2 separate regions of the Ovis aries genome follow, and region 2 is linked to region 1. Evidence: chromatin contacts called from public Hi-C data. All regions are on one chromosome and are shown on one strand. Each heading gives the region's core, a stretch centred on a gene start, on an enhancer-like site or on the middle of the called end of the contact. The rest is flanking DNA. Distances are from core to core; before and after follow the strand shown.

Region 1 (7,713 bases), core at 2,204-4,703:
CCCCAAAATGCTGTCTTTACTTTTAGTTTGTTTTTATGTCACATTTTATAACAAAAGAAAAACATTTTACTTAATCTCAGCATAATCTGTTCTTTGTAAAATATGGTAATTTAATTTTTCACTCATTATTCTTCCTGTCGTAAAGATTTTAAAATGTGATAAATTAAATTTATATCATTTCTTGCAGTATACACTGTTTAGGAGACATTGTTTTGCTATCCCCTTTCATCCAAGCATATATTGTCTGCCTTGAGCACTTGGGGATATTCGATCAAAATGCATTCTAATTTTAAGTATTCTGAGATCAAATAAGTTTCCCCAAAATTAAACATTTAAGTCATATGCCAGCCTGGATAGGAGGGGACTTTGGAGGAGAATGGATACACGTGTGTGTGTGGCTGAGTCCCTTCACTGTTCACCTGAAACTGTCACAGCATTGTTAATCAGCTATACCCCAATACAAAATAAAAAGGTTAAGTCTTGAGAAAACAAATTAGACATTTAAAATCTGCTGGTGTTCAAAAGAATTGGGCTAGATATAGAATGACACAGAAAAATATCCATGGTCTATTGTCTGCTAAAAAATTACATTAATAATACTTTTGATGTTTAATGGTTATGTGTATGTATGTCAAAAAACATTCATGTTTATCAACAAGTCAGAAAATATCCTCCAAATTGTTAGCAATGATGATCTGGGGGTTTGGTGCTGACAATAGGAGGGGGATGTCAGAGGATTTTTACGTTTTAATACACATTTTTATTGAATATATTTATAATATGCAGACATTATGTTTCTACCCTATAAAGATATTATTTTTAATTACAATCAACTGGGAATTGAGTTTTAGCAGTAACAAAACTAAGTCAAATTTGATAGTTACTTTTTGAAAGTGGGGTACCTATCACATCAAGGCACTTGAAACTTGTCTGGTTCAATCACAAAGGAATTTGAGGATACCCCTGCCACAACATTTGCCCCAAACTCCCTGAATCCAGAGCTGCCCTCCTCCCCCATCCCAGGACTGAATGTAATAGGCCTGAAAGGTTTATACAATTAGCACCTCTTTTTAAAATGTTTATGGGTGGGGTTTTTTTTTTGAGGCGGGGGGCTGTGCTGGGAGTTAGTTGCAGCATGCACAATCTTTAGTTACAGCATGTGGGATCTAGTTCCCTGATCAGGGCTCGAACCTGGGCACTCTGCATTGGGAGCTCAGAGTCTTAGCCACTGGACCATGAGGCAAGTTCCTCAGTTAGCTCTTCCTGAACAGCTAGTGTGTGCTAGAGTTGAAATGCTGTGCAGAACTCCAGAGCAAGCTTTTCAGAGGAGAATCACGGTCTCAGCTGACTCAAAATGAAAGGTGGGTCATTTCATTCAGTTTAGGAATGTTGAAATAATTTTAGCTTTTTGGTTTTGGTTTGAATGGTTTATTTTCCCACCTTGGACTTTGTTTCTCTAGAACACGTTTCTGTTCACTGAAGTGTTACATTCTCCAGACTCTTTCTAATCTCCCTATCTCTTGGTAAAGTCGCTCGGAAACTTGTCTGATCACAAGAATCACCAGAGATGTTTGCTAAAGATCAGATTCCAAGGCTCCAACCCAGAGCTGCTTCCTGAGTTTCTCTGAGATACTTTAAAATTACCAGGTGAATCTTATGACCGGGAAGTTCAAAAAGCGCTGCCTTAGATGAATATCTAACAGAGATTTAAGGTTTTCTAACCAGATGAGGCCTAGAAATGGTCTAAGCCAGTGGCTCTAAACTCTAGCATTCTGCAGAATCACCTAGAACACAAGATTGCCTGGCTCCACCCCCACTTTCTGATACAGTATGTCTGGAGTGAGATTGAAGAATCTGCCTTTCTAACACGTTCTCCTATGATGCAGCTGCTGGTTCAAGGGTGACATTAGCGCTGTAGTCTAGTTGCTTTCAATTTTCTTTAAGTACAAGCCACACAGTAGGAGACACATTTTACACCAGAACCTAGCATTCATATATGTGTTCATCTGAGGAGTTCCACAAAACAATACTTAATTCTTACTACAAGCAATGCACTCTGACATTTCATACTTAATTTTACTTCTTTGTGTGTGTGCTAAGTTGCTTCAGGCATGTCTGACTCTCTGCAACTATGGACCGAAGCCTGCCAGGCTACTCTGGCAGGAGGAATCCATGGGATTCTCCAGGCAAGAAAATGGGAGTGGGTTGCCATGCTCTCCTCCAGGGGATCTTTCCAACCTAAGGATCGAATCCACGTCTCTTACATCTCCTACAGTGGCAGGCAGGTTCTTTTACCACTAGCACCACCTGGGAAGCCCTTTTCTTTAAAAGTTCCCTAAATGGCCCGCACAATCCAACAACAGGTCACAACCAGCAATTTGAAAAAACCCTGAATGTAGCCTAATCTTGAAAATGTGTAGATCAGTCATCTCCACACTTTTTTTGATCATATTCCATTCACAGAAACACTTTTGAGCATACAGTCCCAATTTCGTATATTTATAAATTATATACTTATACTCTCTTGGTCCATGTATCACTTATTAGTAAATCTTCATATTTTTTCTTACATTTAAGATAGAAAAAAATGTAAATAAAACTTGTAACATTTCTTCCAGATCCCTAGTGGATCATCTTCACCCAGGCTCCAGGAGGGCATGCTCCACCTTCAAGACTCAGACGCCCAGAGAGATTCAATGAGGAGCCCAAGGTCACACAGCTGGCTTCCAGTAAGGCAATTTTGGGGAGTTTGTTTTAAAGTTCTTAAAAAGTAGGTAGATACTCATTAAATAACAGGACAGCATTAGCTTTCTTTTTGCCCAACTTTTTTTTTTTTGCCATACCGCACAGCTTACACGCTGTTACTTACCAGAGCAGGAGTTGAACCTGGACCCTTGTCAGTGAACAGAGTCCTAACCACTGGACTGCCAGAGGATTCCCTTTACCACTATTTCATGGGAGATTCTATATCCATGTCTACTAAATATTATAAAATGTTGGGCTGCCAGAGAAATCCCCTGCCCCACATTTTAAATCCCCAAGCGGTACAGGAAGAAATATGAGCACTGTCACATTTTCATCAAAAGGCTGCCAACTTTCCTATGATGTAATGTTACAGAAGCCTCAAAATGTGGTCATTTTCAGTATCTATGAGATGGGCTTTTTTGGAACAATGCAACTGGTTTCAATACCCGCACGACTTTCTAGTCGCGGTGACAACTCTGCCAGACCATCTGCACAAACAGGACCCTCAGGGAGAAGTTCTGCTGCTAATTCCACTGCGTCTAGTTCCTGGTAAATAAGGAGAAGTGAGCTGCAGACACAGGGCTATTTCCCCCTCTTTGTGGTAAGCTGTAGTGACTGAAATGGTTGGATCCCTGAAGAGGCAGGAAACAGGGTCTGTTGGTCCCCAGAGGGCAATTTTGTCTCTGTTCCTACCACAGAACATCCTCTCCAGGCATAATCAGGCAGTGTGCCTGTGACTCGCTATGGCTCTCACACACACATGCACAAGAGGTTGGACTGGCAACAAGCTTCAGAACAGTGATATGGCCACTAGAATGCTTAAAACTTCCAAATATTATGGCATGAGAAGCCCCAACCTAAAAAATGAGGAAGGAAAGCCAGACATAAGGCTACTTGACTGCTTCTGAATAGTAAATATCTCACCCTCAAAGACAGCACTTATAAAATTACAAAGAGGGAACTTTAAAAACACAAGTGATAGCTTCACATGGGGTGGGGAAATTTTGTCAAGTTGGATAGAAAAAGAAATCTTCATTTCTTTTTAATGACCCATACTTTTTATCGGTTCAGTTCAGCCACTCAGTCGTGTCCAACTCTTTGCAACCCCATGAACGGCGCATATGTTTTATAATTTTTGTGTATTTAGTTAGGTAATTACTTATTTTGGGCTGGGCTGGGTCTTCGTTGCTGCGTGCCCTTTTCTCTAGTGGCAGCGAGCAGGGGCCAGGGGGCGGGAGGAGGCTCCTCCCTAGCTGCAGTGCACAGGCTTTTCATTGTGGCGGCTTCTCTTGTGGCCAAGTGTGGGCTCTAGAGTGTCCTGGCTTCAGAAGTTGCAGCTCCCAGGCTCTAGAGCACAGGCTCAGTAGCTGCGGTGTATAGGCTCAGCTACTCCACTGCATGCAGGATCTACCCAGATCAGGGATCAAGCCCACATCCCCTGCATTGGGAGGTGAATGCCTTACCACTGAGCCACCAGGGAAGCCCAGAAATCTTCATTTTAACATTCAGCTTGGAAGTTTGCAAAGAAAAACAGAGAATCACTTGTTCAGAAAGGGGGATACTTGGAGGTTAATCAGGAAAGAGATTGCTGGCCCAGATGGCCGTGGTACACAGGGACAAGAAGGAGGATCAAAACAATGCTGGCCCCAAGACAACCAGGCTTGGCTCCCTGTTCTTGCTCACCCTCTAGCCCAACTTTCAATCACTGGTGTTTCACTCTGTGTAGGCCTGTCTGGGCCTGCTTTTTCTTTCTTCCTCTTTTTTGGTGAGTGAGGGGCTGCTATTTTTCTCTAGTTCATCTCACTCACCCTCTAACTGGACATAAGGTAACATGAAAATACATTTACTTTTGTTAAACTTATTTAAAATATATAGGTTTCAGGACTTCCCTGGTGGTCCAGCAGTTAGGACTCCAAGCTTGCATTGCAGGAGGAGCAGTTTTGATCTCTGGTCAGGGCTCTAAGATCTCTCATGCCCCACAGCGTGGCCAAAAATAAAATATACAGGTTTCCCAATTTTTATTTTAAAAATCATTGGTTTGATGGACTTCTCTAGTGGTGCAGTTGATGGGAATTCTCCCGTCAATGCAGGGGACACAGGCTCGATCCCTGGTCCAGGAAGATTGCACATGCCAGGGAGTAACTAAGCCTGCACACCACAGCTTCAGAGCCCAAGAGCTGCAGCTGCTGAGCCCACGTGCTGAAACTACCGAAGCCTGCGAGCCTCAAGCCGTGCTCTGCAACGGGAGAAGCCGCTGCAGTGAGAAGCCTGTGCACCATGCCGAAAAGCAGCCCAAGACTGCCACAACGAGAGAAAGCCCTCATGCAGCAACAAAGACCCAGTGCAACCAAAAATAAACACATAAAAATCATTGATTTGAATCCAGTAGGTTCTCTTGGAAAAAATCGTGTTTGTTTTGAATTTGCATTATTTGGTTTATAGTTTTATTCTCTAGGAGGTCAGTGGTCACTCTCAAGATGAAACAATTCTCTGTGCCCTTGATTGAGGTTAAGAAATTGAGCAAATTCAGTATAAAGCAGACTTAGCTGCTGCTGCTGCTCTCGCTTCAGTTGTGTCTGACTCTGTGCGACTCCATAAATGGCAGCCCACTAGGCTCCGCCATCCCTGGGATTCTCCAGGCAAGAACACTGGAGTGGGTTGCCATTTCCTTCTCCAATGCATGAAAGTGAAAAGTGAAAGTGAAGTCGCTCAGTCGTGTCCGACTCTTCGCAACCCCATGGACTGCAGCCTACCAGGCTCCTCTGTCCATGGGATTTTCCAGGCAAGAGTACTGGAGTGGGGTGCCATTGCCTTCTCCGAGGAGACTTAGGGATTGCCTTAATTAGTTTTGTGTGGTCTCCACCTGGTGGTTGGAAAGTAGAACACAAGCCCTTCATAGAACTGAAAGAAAAAAAAAGGACTCCTTTTAACTCCTCCCTGCAAACACAGAATCCACAAATAATGGCCTCTGCCTGTGTTTCTTTAGTGTCAGCCTCCCTGCTGAATTCTAAGCTTCATGAAGGCAGAAACTGTGGCTCTGCTTGTTCACTGCTGTTTCCTCCGGGTACAGTCCTGCAGGTATAGAAAATAAAAGAATAGATCAGGACCAACCCAATAAGTGAAAAGCGCTTCATACAGTTTAATTTCCAGTGTCTTTACTTGCCTACCTGTGGCTCTTGGTTTTCTATCGTTTTTCAGTCACTCAGTCATGTCTGACTCTCTTGGACTGTAGCCCACCAGGCTTCTCTGTCCATGGGATTTTCCAGGCAAGAATACTTGAGTGGGTGGCCATTTCTTCCTCCAGGGGATCTTCCTGACCCAGGGATTGAACCCACATCTGCTGCATTGGAAGGCAGATTCTTTAGCATTGAGCCACCAAGGAAGCCCTCTTTTGTTTGTTTTTAATATACCATAATTATACTTTCCATATATTCTTTCTTCATATTTTGATATTGCAGAGAAATCCAAATAAGTCATGCACCCTAATGGTGTCCCTTGTTCACTGTCACCCAGGAGGCAGCTGTGGCGTGGCTGTCATCCCCTGTGCATTCGTGTACTTGGTCATGGCTATGCATGTGATCCTCTCCTCTGTCGAGTTGTGTGCAGTGTCCTATCGGATATGTTCAGCTTTATTGCCCTTTACAATGTCTTCAAAATGTTTACTCTGTGATTCAGTATTGAAACAGAAAGTCATTGCACACGAAGAAAGCCCTCAGAGCACAGGTGTGGTACTTAGGTTTGATATTTGTAAAGTAAATATATGTTGTTGAAGGAACTCTATGGGTTTTTGTTTCTTTCTGCAAAGCAGCAAACAAGTGCTTTATCAGACCTAAGAAGCAAGATAGCCAAGAGTAGATGAGGAGGAATTACGTTTTGTTAAGGAGATATATGTAAAAGATTGCCTACCACGTTGCTACTCAAGAAGTGGTGTGCAACCAGTAGCGTCAGCAGTATCTAGAATTTTATTAGAAATGTAGACCGTTACCACAGAGAACAGACTTGTGGACACAGTTGGGGAAAGAGAGGGTAGGAGGAATTGAGAGAATAGCATTAAAAAAATATGTATTACCATATGTAAAACAGATCACAAAGTTGCCATATAACACAGGAAGCCCAGCCTGGTGCTCTGCGACAACATAGAGGGGCGAGAAGGGGTGGGGAGTAGGAGGAAGGTTCAAAAGGGAGGGGCTATATGTATACTTATGGCTGATTCACTTTCTTGTATGGCAGAAACCATCATAACATTTTAAACAATTAATCCTCCAATTAAAAATAAGTTGGATATATATACTGTTTTAAAAAGAAAGAAATGCAGACTGTTAGCCCATCCCAGACCCACTGAATCAGAATCTACATTTTAACAAGACTCCCAGGTGATTCATATGACAGGTCAAGTTTGAAAAGCTCTGCCTGATATATCCGGAGAAGGCAATGGCACCCCACTCCAGTACTCTTGTCTGGTAAATCCCATGGATGGAGGGACCTGGTAGGCTGCAGTCCATGGGGTCACCAAGAGTCGGACACGACTGAGCGACTTCACTTTCACTTTTCACTTTCATGCATTGGAGAAGGAAATGGCAACCCACTCCAGTGTTCTTGCCTGGAGAATCCCAGGGACGGGGGAGCCTGGTGGGCTGCCATCTATGGGGTCGCACAGAGTCAGATATGACTGAAGCGACTTAGTTAGCAGCGGCAGCAGCCTGATATATCTAAAGCCAAGAAATGCACCTGAATTAATCTGGAGCCCTCGTGGAATCCTTCAGAAGAGATGAAAGACATGAGAGATTAAGAACTATCGCCTAAGAACTTCAGCTGAGATACTGTGTCATAGTTCAACTGGCAGAATTCTTTTTTGTTCTTAATGATACATAAAGTTCTTTCCACAATTACGTGCAGTTGGACTTGAATTCAGAGAAGGTGATGGCACCCCACTCCAGCACTCTTGCCTGGAAAATCCCATGGACGAAG
Region 2 (7,713 bases), core at 2,476-4,975, 290 kb before region 1:
AGTCAGGTTCTAATCCCATCTCTGCCCATTGCCAACTGGAACTTGTTCTGGAAGTATCTGGAAGTACTTGCCTCACCTTTCTAAGCCTCAGGTGCCCCATCTGTAAAACCAGGACAATGACATGCATTTCACAAGGTGAGGATTGCACAAGGAGTGAATGAAAAGTTCCACTTCCCAAACATTCTGTTCAGATTCAGGAGGTGATGAGAAAATAGCTTTGTCCTGAAATCAGGCACGGGACCAGACAGAAAAGGAAATACGTGAAGGCCAAAACAGAAAGAGTTCAGATTAGACCTGATGAACGAGCAAAAAGTGCTGTGACCCTAGGGACCTAGACTGTGCGAGAAGACGAAAAATGGGGGCCGTGGGGAAAGAGCAGGTGAAGAGATGGGGGAAGATCCTCCCTCTAGGACCAATCAGTCCAGCTACTATATGAAGGTAGCTAGAATCGCAACCACGAATGAAGTCATGGACCTCGCTGCTGAGCATTGTGTCCCTTATCAATTTATTCCTTCTCAGCGGGGATCCACCCTTCAGTACCTGCTCTGTGATAATAGATAAGACTCTTTTACAATGAGTGCAATGTTAATCTTTATCGGTAGAGGGTGCCAGAGGGACATCGCAGGACAAAGGGGCTTCTCAGTCCTGGTATATTGATCTTTCTTGTTTCCCTCACCCTGGCTGCAGGGCCTGTCAGCAGTGCGCAGCCCACCTCAGCCACGTGCCCAGACTGCAGGCTGTAGAGTTCTCAGGTCTCTGAGACCCCCAGCCTGGGCCCAGTGACCAACTTGCCCCAGCCTTTGTGCTGTGAACACTGTCCTCCAGGCCTCACACTTGCAGTGGGACCCCACCTCCTCCTGTATCCTAATCTCCAGGATCAGCTGGCCTGCACTCCAAAATGCCGTTTCCCACCATACTTCCAACGTGAGTGCCGCACACCATTGCAGCACTCACCAGCTTCAGCTCGCCTGCATCCGTGAAATCTTTCTTGCTCGCCTGGTGGCTGAATTCTGACCGAGCAGCCCAGTGAACTTAACCTCCATCTTGTGTGCTCAGCCATGCCTTCTCCAACTGAGCTGCAGCCACAGCCTTGCTGGGAGCCCCTCTTGCCAAGCTTATTTTGCCCTGAGCGCCCTCTCTTAGAGGATACCCAGTAGGGGTCTCTTTATATCTTCATAGTTACTTTCCTATCAGAATTAATACTTTTTTATATTAAATGTCCCCTATTTGAATTTCTGTGTGGTTTCTGTTTCTCTGAGTGTACCCAGACCACATAACCGTGAATGGCTGCTTACCTCACAGAGAGACAGCCAGAATTATGTGGTCTTGTTGGAAATATACAACACATCTATTAAGCATTCTTGTCAAAACAGCAATCTGATCAAGCCTTAGATCTAACTGCAAGCATTCAAGGAATATGCAGGACACAGGAATGTGTTAAATAGTATCATCAGAGGCAGTTAGCAAAATCCAGGCTGTGGGAAACTTCATAGGAAAAACTAGCCAGAATTCTTCAACAAATGAGAGACAGAGCCTATTAATTATAAGATACTTAAAAGGCATATTAACCAATTAAAATTCATAGACATTCTTTGGATCTGGATTCAAAGAGATTGTTAAAAAAAGATTTATGAGACAATTGAGGAAATTTGAATACTTACTGGATATGTGATGACATTGAGGTAATTACTTTTAAAAAATAAAAGAGCTAATGGGGGAACTATAAACCCTGAATAATTGATGCCATTAGGGAATTATTTTTCTTATTATATATGATGGATATTTTTAAGAGCTTTGATTTTTCTTTTTAGATTTACTAGCTAAAATGTTAACAAATGAAATGATATGATGTTGGGGATTTGCTTCAAAATAATAGCATGGGGATGGGAAAATATATTGACTATGAGTTGATGATATCAAAATTTGGTAATGAGTGCCTGAGTCCACTTTTTGAAAAAGATTTTAACACTTCAATAAACTGATAATACAGAAAAGCAACCTAACTGAAAAACAAGCAAAGGGTATAAATAGTCAATTCATGAAAGAAATATACATGGCCAAAAAACTTGTAAATGCGCTCAACTTTGCTGTAATAAAGAAAAGGCAATGAAAGATTAATAAAAATATGGGGGAATGGATATTCCCATTGGCACTACCATATGGAAGAATCAGTTGGCTGAATTCTTCAAAATTTAAAATGTGCATTTCTATAAACTCAACAGTTTTTCTTCTACCTGTCTTAGAGAAATGGTCAAATGTGTGGACAATAATATTAGTGTATTTTAGATTTATTTTTGATATAGCAGAATCCTAGAAGCAAACCAAATATCATCAATAGAGAAAGTGAAACTTTCTCATTTCTCAGTCGTGTCCAACTTTTTGTCACCCCTAGCCCACCAGGCTCCTCTGGCCATGTAATTTTCCAGAGAAGAATACTGGAGTGGGTTGCCATTTCCTTCTTCAGGGGATCTTCCCAACCCTGGGATTGAACCTGGGTCTCCCGCATTGCAGGCAGACTCTTTACTGAATGAGCCAGCAGATTCTTGTCCTTAATAAAAAGAAGTAGTTAAAACATGATATAGGGACCCTCCACAGCAGTTATAAAAAGACTACACAGGTTGACATGGTTACGAGCTCTAGGACATATTATCAAGTCAAAAAGCATATTACAAAGGTAGATGTGCCATTTGATCCCACTTCTGCAAAAATAAAACTAAACTAAAACATCCAGAATCAGTTCAGTTCAGTTCAGTCGCTCAGTCGTGTCCGACTCTTTGCGACCCCATGAATTGCAGAATAAGTCCTCCTAAAAAAAAAAAAGGCATATTTGTAAATGTTTAATATGTGCATGACTTCGTATATATACATACAATGCTTTGTTGACTTTTTGTAAGAATACACTCATAGTGCTTGTATAATTTTCTTTTACTTTATAAAGTATGTGAATGCCGCAGTGAATGAATCATAAGTGACCCGAGCAGGAGCAGTCTCCGTGGCAAAGTGGGAGAGAGGACCGCAGTGGATTGGGAGGGTGGTGGGTCCCGCCCCAAAGGCCACACCTCCCAAGAGGCCCTGCCCCATCCTCCCTGCAGGGTCCCATCGGTGCATAGGTAAACAGTTAAGCTGTAAGATACAGAAAATCCAAATATGTTGTTTATTTAAAAGGATTTCCTAAATGTGGCTTGTCATAGGATTTTAGGTCCAGGAGGGATCTTTGAGACCAGCTCTTTCAGTTCCTGATTTTTAAGGATGAGAACGCTGAGGTCTAGAGAAGCTAAAAGAGTTACCCAAGGCCCCCAGACTATTTGGCTAATACACCAAGAGGACAGGCAGGAAAGCATGCCCAGGAAACTTCTGAATGTTTGGGAACCTGGAGGAAGTAAGGAGGGAATTATGTGTTCAGGACGAACATCCAGATTAGAATTCCTGCAAAGTTGCTGACAGCCACGTATGAATGACCGTGTCCAGCGATAAATCACCAGGATGAGGAGGGTGAATCATCCCAGGCTTTGTTCTTTGTAGGACAGCACATTTTTCTCTGGCTCTCCCTGTTCTTTATCAGGAGATTGTTTCCACCGGGGTCACCGGGCTGAAGGACCCACTAAATTTGGCTTCATTCCTGTCTTGGCAAGCTGCCATGGCCGGGGTGGTGGAGGAGTGTTTACACGTGTCAGGCCCTAGGAACATTTTTGCTGTTCTGTCTGATAAAGCCCAGAGTCAGATGGGCAGAGTGGTGAAAAGAGCACTGGACATAGCGTCAGCTAGCTTGGGGTTAGTTGCTGTTCCCTCATGAACACAGCTGCGTAAGCTTCAGCCAGTCTTGTAGGGAGTTCTAAACATGCAAAATAAATAGGTTCAGTGTGATTCCCCCAGGTCTTGTGTTTGGGGAACCTATGTGGGAAGAAAAGTAGCTTCCAAGCTGAGTAACCATTTTCAGAATAGGTTCTCTCAAGCAAAAGGAGAAAACAGTGCAGTGCTGTACTGGAAAATATGTGGGTTATTTTCAAATATCTTTGGATGCTGATTTCTAACATAATTCCACAGTGATAAGAGAACAGGCTCTGTATGATTTCAGTACCTTTAGACCATGAAATGTTTATACCTTGTTTTATGTCCCTGAATATGTTCCAGAGTCTCCTGGTTTATAGTCTATGGGAACTTGAATAGAATTTGTACCTTGCTGTTGTGTGAAAGTTGTATAAATCTTAATTATGTTGAATTGGTCACAGTGCTTTTAGGGTCTACTATATCCTTCTACTTCTCTGTCTATTCATTCTGTTCATATTTGAGAGTTCAAAATTAACTAAAAATCTGAATTTATATGCTTAAAAAATAAATGTAATATACAGTGGAACTACATATAACTTTGTTCTGTATTTTTCAAGTCTACTAAAAATGTGTTATCATACTTTCATAATTAAAACAAAATTATTTTTTTAAAGAAGAAAAAAGTAGTGCAGTGTTGGAGCCACAATCATAGCACCATGGCCAAATACTAAGGCAAGGAAAAGTAGGGTCAAGTTTGCCATCACTGTTCCGTTCAGGGAGAGCAAGGAGGCTCATCCTTAGAACCAACTCTCTGTAATGACTGCCCAGAGCAATGTGTTGGGAAGGATGTGAACGAAGGCTGAACTCAGGGAAGAGCACTCTCTGATCCATTAATAATGCCTGCCAGGGGTGAGGAGCCAGCAGAACGGGGGAGGTTCACCATGTTTCTGTTACTCCTGCGCACAGTTACATTTATGTTCCTATAGCCATGAGCCTGGAGAAGGCAATGGCACCCCACTCCAGTACTCTTGCCTGGAAAATCCCATGGACGGGGGAGCCTGGTGGGCTGCCGTCATGGGGTCACTAAGAGTCGGACACGACTGAGCGACTTCACTTTCACTTTTCACTTTCATGCATTGGAGAAGGAAATGGCAACCCACCCCAGTGTTCTTGCCTGGAGAATCCCATGGACAGGGGAGCCTGGTGGGCTGCCGTCCATGGGGTCGCTAAGAGTCGGACACGACTGAAGTGACTTAGCAGCAGCAGCAGCAGCAGCCATGAGCCTATGGACCCAATGCAAAGTAGGAAAATGCAGGTGATAAAATCCTAGTAAGAAAGTTTCAAGAAGCTGGCTCATTTGGGATAAAAGCATCCCTGAATTAGGAAGAATCAGGAAGCCTGGGTTCTGTTCTTTGGTCTGTCACTTAACAGCTTTCAATCTTGGAGGAAAATCCTAAAGGAAAATCCTAATGGAAATCAACCCTGAATATTCATTGGAAGGAATGATGCTGAAGCTGAAGCTCTGGTATTTGGCCACCTGATGCAAAGAGCCAACTTATTGGAAAAGGCCATAATTCTGGGAAAGATTGAGGGCAGGAGGAAAAGGGGGCAGCAGAAGATGGGATAATTGTATGGTATCACTGACTCAGTGGATGTGAGTTTGAACAAACTCTGGGAGATAGTGAAGGACAGGGAAGCCTGACATGCTCTAATCCATGGGGTTGCAAAGAGTCTGACACAGCTTAGCAAGTGAACAACAACTTGGCAGAAATCAGTAACAGATTGAGAACCCTATTTAAACCGAGTCCTCCTGTAACCGAGTTCTTCTAATGAGTTCATAACTAACCACTCCTTCAAAACTTTATTCCCTTTCTTGTCCTGCCCCTATTCCCATCAGGACTGATGAGTATCAGAGATAAAGGGGGATTGAAGCTGAGCAGGACTCTGGGGGCCCTTCCAAATACAATTCCCTTCCAGCCCCCTTTTGACTTTTCCTGACTTCCAAAGAGTTAATGATTACAACAGTGAAGTCATCTGAGTCCTAGTTCCTCCTGAAGGGATATACATAACAATCTGATGCCTATCTTTGAGTTGTTCTGCAGAAATTAAGACCTCCACCAGGTGGAGGATGGTCACTATGTGGTGACCACAGGCACATACACAGATCCCAGACTGGTTAGAATGAGAAGGTTGATGATTAAGATTCCTGAAAAATCACCCTTATCACACCACCAACCAATCAGAAAAATGTCCACAAGCTAATCAGGACTAGGACTCTCACTCCTAGAGCTGACTTTAAAAATCCTTCCCTGAAAGCCATCGGGCAGCTTGGGTCTTTCGAGCAACAGCTGAGCTGCCCACTCTTCTTGCTTGGCACCCTGCAGTAAATTCTGAACTTTCCTTCTCTACAACCTGTGTCAGCAATTTGGTTCTGCTGCGTGTTGGGCAAGCCAACTCATCTTCAGTTTGACAACACTAAGTTCTGAAATCTGCTCTGGTTTGAGGTGTGATAAGGGAGGCCACTGGAGGGTCATTTTTTTGGTCATGTTCAGGACGACAGAGGATGAGATGGCTGGATGGCATCACCGACTCGATGGACATGAGTCTGAATGAACTCCGGGAGTTGGTGATGGACAGGGAGGCCCGGCGTGCTGCGATTTATGGGGTGGCAAAGAGTCGGACATGACTGAGCGACTGAACTGAACTCAGGAAAGTAAACCAATCCATGAGAATGACATACATTAAAAATTCATTAGATAAAGATTACTTAGTAAACTTAATTGGCAATAATAATTTCATGTTATGATTATTACCATTTTTATTGTTACTGAATGACTAACCAGGGCCCGGTGAAGATGACAGTCTTTACGCCAACATAACTTCTAAGTCTACATGTAGAACTGTGGCAAACCAGGACCCTTTGTGAAGTTATGTGTAAAAGTGAATAAGGACCAGAAGTAACACATAAAAATAATAAGCTATTTTTAAAATTTTTATTTGATGTTTCTAAAGTATCTTATTCAACAAAATAAAATAAACATCCCTTGAACATGTGAAGGGAAGCCCTCGGATGGCTTTCTCGAACAGGGTGGAGCCGTGTAGGACACTGTACTAGCTATAGACTTACTGGCTGTGAGGATAGACTGGTCAAGAAATCCTGGCTCACCAAATAAAGAGGATAAAAATGTTACCTACCTACACAATTGTAATGAAGATTAATTGAAATTAACACCTATAAGGTGTTTAATTTTATGTGTCAACTTGACTGGGCCATGGGGTGCCCAGACATATGATTAAACATTCTTCTGGGTGTGTCTTTGAGGTTATTACTGGGTGAAATTAGCATTTGAATCAGTGGATGTGAGTTTGAACAAAGTTCAAAATATCTGAGTTATCTGAATAAAGTATCTGAGTAAAGCAGATTTTCCTCCCCGTTGTGGGTGGGCCTCATCAGATCCGTTGAAGGCCTAAATAGAACAGAATGGCTGAGGAAGGAAGAATTCTCTCTCTCTACCTGTTTTCAAGCTAGGACCACATCTCCTGCCTTAAGATGTGAACTCAAACTAGAACCATACCCACAGCTGTTCCCTGGTAGCTCAGAAGGTAAAGAATCCGCTTGCAATGCAGGAGACTTGGATTTAATACCTGGGTCGGGAAGATCCACTGGAGAAGGGAATGCCAACCCACTCCAGTATTCTTGCCTGGAAAATTCCGTGAACATAGGAGCCTGTCCAACTGCAGTCCATGGGGCCACAAAGAGTTGGACATGACTGAGGGGCTAGCTCTTCACGTTCTTTTCTGGACCTCCAACTTGCCAACTGCAGTTCTTAGGATTTCTAACCCTCCATAATCACATTATTGAATTCCTTTCAATAAATCTCTGTACACATATGTATGTCAATCGCTTATTGTTTTGTTAGGAGAAACACACTGACTGAAACCACC

The links. A called contact is a pair of places that touch in the nucleus more often than the background predicts.
Region 2: a contact with region 1 is called in a Hi-C map of omental adipose tissue, with 5 times the contacts expected there. The contact joins two enhancer-like sites. A contact is called at or near these places in 10 of 16 Hi-C or Micro-C datasets (hypothalamus, liver, mesenteric adipose tissue and 6 more).

The regions. Positions count from the first base shown.
Region 1 is chr1:238,360,166-238,367,878 of ARS-UI_Ramb_v3.0, reverse strand. No RefSeq gene overlaps it. Among named protein-coding and RNA genes, the nearest start is that of SERP1, 45 kb to the right of the region's middle. Within about 2 kb of position 3,453, at least 6 of the 54 cell types and tissues checked have an H3K27ac peak or open chromatin away from gene starts, as enhancers often do.
Region 2 is chr1:238,646,398-238,654,110 of ARS-UI_Ramb_v3.0, reverse strand. No RefSeq gene overlaps it. Among named protein-coding and RNA genes, the nearest start is that of TRNAR-UCG, 130 kb to the right of the region's middle. Within about 2 kb of position 3,725, at least 18 of the 54 cell types and tissues checked have an H3K27ac peak or open chromatin away from gene starts, as enhancers often do.